Regions from separate parts of the Mus musculus genome. Here region 1 is linked to region 2. Evidence: chromatin contacts called from public HiChIP or PLAC-seq data. All regions are on one chromosome and are shown on one strand. The core of a region is the stretch at or near the end of the contact, and the rest is flanking DNA. Distances in the headings are between cores, read along the strand shown.

Region 1 (2,700 bases), core at 144-2,643, 71 kb before region 2:
TTCTAGGCTGAGAAATCAGACAGGCTCATTTATCATAACTGTGCCTAGGCACACCTGAGCATCTCCCCTGAGAGAAGCACCCAGCCTGAAGGCAATATAGCAAGCTCTCAGTAAGTCATTCAGAGCTCAGTAGTGGATGATTAAAAACTGAATTCAGGTCAGGTGGTGGTGGTGCATGCCTTTAATTCCAGCACTTGGGAGACAGAGGCAGAGGCAGAGGCAGAGGCAGAGGCAGAGGCAGAGGCAGAGGCAGAGGCAGAGGCAGAGGCAGAGGCAGAGGCAGAGGCAGAGGCAGAGGCAGAGGCAGAGGCAGAGGCAGAGAGCTACACAAAGAAACCCTGTCTTGAAAAGTGAAGGAAGAAAGAAAGAAAGAAAGAAAGAAAGAAAGGGAGAGAAGAAGAAGGAGAAGAAGGAGAAGAAGGAGAAGAAGAAGAAGAAGGAGGAGGAGGAGGAGGAGGAGGAGGAGGAGGAGAAGGAGAAGAAGAAGGAGGAGAAGGAGGAGGAGGAGGAAGAGGAGGAGGAGGAAAGGAAGGAAGGAAGGAAGGAGAGGGAGGGAGAGGCAAGGCAAGCTCTTGCATGGTGTACATGGAAGACTAGGTTCAGTTCCCAGCAGCTCAGAAAACCTGGTACAGTGGTACATGCCAGTAATCTCAGCATTCAGGAGATGGTAGCAGAGGATCAGGCTTATCCTTGGCTAATTGCAAGGTCAAGGCCAGCCTGGGATATATGAGACCTTGTCTAAAAATATAACCAAACAAAAATACATCATATTCTATCTCCTTATGGAGTAGAAAGGGCAGAGACCCTAACACCTGAAAAACTCAGGAGACTCAGACTTCTTTCCTGCAGCACCCAAGGGCATGACTCCTTTCCAACCCTAGACATAGTTGGAGCAACAGTTGATGTTCTAAGTCCCATAGAATAAAATACTCACGGCACTCAAAAGACTACCAAAGTGAGCACCTGGCTTTCATCTAAACGGGATTGAAGGAACCCAAGTCTCTAAGCACCCAGGACTTGGTGATGTGACCACGGCAATATTATTCTTCTTTTAAAGCCTGCCATTTACAACAGCAGAAACCTAGTGTTTTCCCAAAGTCCAAGCTGAAACAAAACTTACCAATAATGTTCCAACCCACAAACTGGCAGCTGCAGTTTCTCTCTCAAATTTCAGATTCCTTAGATCTTTGCTTCCTCTCACAGGTGTGGAGACCCTGGCCCTGGTCACAGGGGACTGAAAGTGATGACTTCGAACTGCAGGTTACTAGCACCGTGTCTGTTCTTGCTATTCTGCTCCAAGCTGGGCTCCCCAAAGCAGTGTGTGGCTTGTTCTTCACCCTCCTGGGGTAGATACCTTACCACAAGTGTTCTGTTTTCAGCGCTGCAAACTGGAGGTAGCAAAGGTGGAGGCAGGAGGGCACTTATGTAACTAGGTCAATGATTTCACTGTGACATGCAAATTTTTTTCATTTCAGAATTATTAAGTCTGTGGAATGCTTCTTGATTCTTGGAAATTACATATCATCTAGGTAACTGTAAAGTTCTTTGAAAGGGGGTCCTGTCCACCTAGTGGACTATAGTCAGCAACCCGTATTTTTGCTACTGGAGGAAGGAAGTGTAAAAACCTCAGCACCACCAGGACAGTCTTTGTTTGGCTCTTGGTGGAAAACACCAGCGATTTCTGGTAGGCAAGGTGGGTGACAACCCAAGGCTCTGGCACCCATGCCTCTCCTGTCCTTGTGAGTCTCAGTGATATCATAAAACGCCATCAATAATTATGTGGCACAAGGCAAGGCTACTTACCATTTACTCTTGACAAATAATTTTTGAAAAATGGATATTGTTACCCTTATTTCTCAAGTGTGAAAAAAGGCCAGCTCACTTAGGTGTTGAGTCATCTGGAGTGATGGATTCAGTTAATAAGACTTTTTCTACAGAGATGCATCCATCTCTCCCATCACCAAACACTCATTCAGTGCCCAGTCTGTGCAGTACAGTGTTCCAGGAATAAGAGAGAGCAGAGAGCAGAGATCAGAGAGGAGAGAGAGAGAGACAGGGGGGGAAGAGAGAGAGAGAGAGAGAGACAGAGGAAAAGACAGACAAAAAAGACAGAGACAAAAACAAAAAGACAGACAGACAAAACCAGAGAGAGACAGACAAAAAGACAGAAAGAGAGAGACAGACAAAAAGATAGAGAGCAGAGAGAAGGAGAAACAGAGAGGGGGCAGAGAGAGAAACAGAGAGTCAGACAAAAAGAGAGAGACAGAGAGAGAAACATAGGGCAAAGAGAGCAGAGAGAGAGAGAGAGAGCAGGGAACCAAACAGTGAAGTCCTTGACCTTGAAGGATTTACATGCTGATCAAAGGACAGCAAGCCCTGTGAGATCAAGTGTGTCCAGTATGGTGGCCTTCGCTGTAATTCAGCTAGCTGGTGGACTCTGTTACATACAGTAACCACATGTGAGAGGGTCTCTGATGGAGAGGAAGGAAGTTCTGAAAGAGAACTGTAGCCTTGGGGCCAAGAGTGATGTTGGAAAGCGGGGACAGAGGCAAGGTAGGCAGCAGGAACCTGGACACCTCCCATCTCTACACTGATGCAGGAGACAGCTCATCCCTAGAAAGGAACTGTGGGTTCACACTGCTTTTGAAGCACCTTGAATTCACATACAGCTGGGGGAGACTTTCAGTTCTCATTACACAG
Region 2 (2,700 bases), core at 145-2,644:
GGGATAGCAGCAACAGGGCACAAGTTAGGACCCAGGAGCTTCTCTTGTTCCTGTGAGTGAAGGATCAGGTAAGAAAGCTAAAGGGGACCAGACGGGAGAACCCCAGACCCTGCTCAGTTACAACCCACCACTACGGAACTCACACAGTCACCTGGCTAAGTGACTTTTCTTTGGCAATGCTTATGCAGAAACAGGTTAAGAAAATAATTCACTGGATCAAATGATAATTACTGTTTAACTAGAAAGCAAAGAAACATGAGACTCCCAAGGGTGGACAATGGGACCCAGCCTGGCCAAGAACCAACCAGTAAGGATGAAGAGGAGAAAGTTAAGAGCAGGTAGGTTAAACAGGGCCACAGCCGTGGAAGGATGGAGGCAGATCTGTCACACAGTAAGACTTTGATTCTCCTGTGATTCTTACTGACAAGGAGTTACAGGACATTTACTCAGGATGGTTGCTGGGGCCTGGGGTAGGCAGAAAAGCCAAGTTATTAAACATTCAGGTCTCACTAGATTTCTTTTTTGGGGGGTGGGGGGATAAGATCAGAGATGTTTTTAAAGTAATGGTCAGATTTTTAACCAACCAATCAGAATTTGGGAAAAGGTTCCAGTGTGCATTCCTTACTGCCAAGACATTTGAAGTGTACTAGCTTATAAAAATTTCAAAGTAATACTTCCGGTAACTCAACGAACCGCTTTCACGTGACTCCTGCACCTGAGCCTTAGCTACTACTGTCTCCCGAAATTCCTGTGCTACTTTAAGGCCACTCTAAACGTGCAAAATGATTTAGAAAATGAGTATTGGTAAAAGCCCAATCCTTAGCCGTTCAGAAGCATCCCCGGTTAGTTACTGAACTATTTCAGGACGGCTTTTCATTTATTAGAAACCGGGCATTAAGAGGTACGGCATGAACAAGGTCTGGGGATCTCTTACCTCTACTTTTTCTTGTTCTTCTAGTGCTAAAAACACAGCCGCTCTGAGTTCAGCCTTCAAAAAAAAAAAAAAACCACAAGATTATAAGTCAGTTTCGCAACCTGAAAGAACGGGGGCAGACACGAGGGTGCCGGCCGCGCGGGCAGCGAGCGATGGAAGGCGACGGGCCTGTGCGCTCCACACCCGGCCCACGAACTCGGGCCAAGGCCCCACGGCCGCGTGGCCGCCTCGTGCCGGCGTCCCGCGCAGCCCCGAGCCCCGGCGGCCGCCCCGCCGCACCTTGATGCGGTTCAGCACGCCGCTGTTCTCCAGCGTCTGCACCAGCAGGTCGCGCAGCTCCGTGTCTTCCTCGGCCACCACCGCGGCGGTAGTCGCCGCCATCTTGCTTCTCCAAGACAACCACCCAAGCCGCGCTAACGGCCAACGGCCGCCGCGGAAGCCACCCGGCCCGCGAGCGCGCAGTCGCAGCCCCGCCCCTCACGCGGGGAAGAAGACCTACGGGGTGGGGCCTTCAGGCCGGTGTTTGGGTTTCATGACGCGAGGGGCGAGGTCTCAGCGTGTCGTTTATGGGCGGAGCCATGGACACGGGGCGGGGTCAGGCTCTGGTGACCGGGTCAGGCTCTGGTGACGCGCTCTGTGGCATATTAACAGAATTATATTAGAAATTTCACTAAATTGCACTTAATTTCCCCATTCCTGTGCGAGAGAAGAGTCCACTTTGGCTGAACTTACTGGCTCGACCCGCTTAGATGGCGGTGTCGGGGGGAGAGGCTCTGGGAGGGAGGGACAAGAGGAACTGCGGAGCGGAGACTCCAAGTGGGCGGAGTAAACTGCGGGGCGGGGCCTTCCAAGGGGTTGTTTCTAAGCGTGAGCAGCAAGTAGGCATTCTATTCTCGCCTCTGTGCGTGTATACTCGCTCAGCTTAAGCCGGTTTTGCTCGGCGGCGGGGTCTGCTGTCTCTGGAACCTTGCTCTTATTCTTTTGAAAGAGCAATCGGCCAGGAGAGGAAATTCCAGGCTGCCTCATACATGGGAAGCTTCAAACGTGTTGGCTTGGAACTTCACAAAGTTTCCCCATACCGGTCTGTAAAAGGGTTGTGGACTCATTTCCAACCACGCAAGTGGCCTGTGCAGTATGAATGCATATTCACGTAGGAATAAAGTTAAACGCTTTCTGTGCTGCTTTTTATGAGAGAAACTAGAAGAGTGGTTTTTTTGTTTGTTTTCCTACATCTTCCAAGAAAGGAACCATTGAGAGGTTAATTTTTAAGCCTGGCCTTAAGGAGAACAGTTAGGGGGTTAGAAGGGTCACACCGAACACTGAGGACATTGGTTAAGAGGGAGCAAAGAGTACTTCCCATGCTGGCAGTCTAATTACAATCGGGGCACAGGAAAGGAAATGGGTTTAATAGATCAGGAAAAACTAAGAGGAGTCCTTGTAGTGTGCAAACTTCAAGCTAGGGCCAGATGAAGGGGAGAGTGCTCCAGTAAAGGAAGAAACTCGTCTGTGTGCAGTGAAAGCAGCACTGGTGTAGTTGGCAGAAGGAACCAGGAATGGGGGTTGGGAGGCTGGTCCAATGCAGATGACACACTACTGTGGAGAATGACGGGCTTGAGGCATTAGCTGATCTGTAGATCGGATACTCAGAAAGGTCTGAAATGCATCTAATCAATACTTTCAAATTGAGTGGCTATCCTGTTCTAGACCCTTGAAGATTGAGAGGCTTGAAGATGTTGAAAACTATCTCCCACAGCCAGGCAGCCATC

What was found. HiChIP or PLAC-seq counts read pairs in DNA pulled down with a chosen protein or histone mark.
Region 1: an H3K4me3 HiChIP or PLAC-seq map of the 230-238 cell line shows a contact between it and region 2, with 17 read pairs. The contact joins the promoter of Ccr6 here to the promoter of Cep43 in region 2. A contact is called at or near these places in 3 of 39 promoter capture datasets (the C10 cell line, the HPC-7 cell line and embryonic stem cells), 3 of 115 datasets of contacts at active chromatin or transcription factors (the 230-238 cell line, the HPC-7 cell line and microglia) and 3 of 9 other capture datasets (adipose tissue, liver and pancreatic islet).

The regions. Positions count from the first base shown.
Region 1 is chr17:8,234,736-8,237,435 of GRCm38.p6, reverse strand. Ccr6 (chemokine (C-C motif) receptor 6) reads right to left here and starts at 1,393. Exons shown (of 3, transcript NM_001190333.1): 1 at 1,121-1,393.
Region 2 is chr17:8,164,212-8,166,911 of GRCm38.p6, reverse strand. Cep43 (centrosomal protein 43) reads right to left here and starts at 1,394. Exons shown (of 12, transcript NM_201230.5): 1 at 1,214-1,394; 2 at 935-988. The coding sequence starts at 1,315.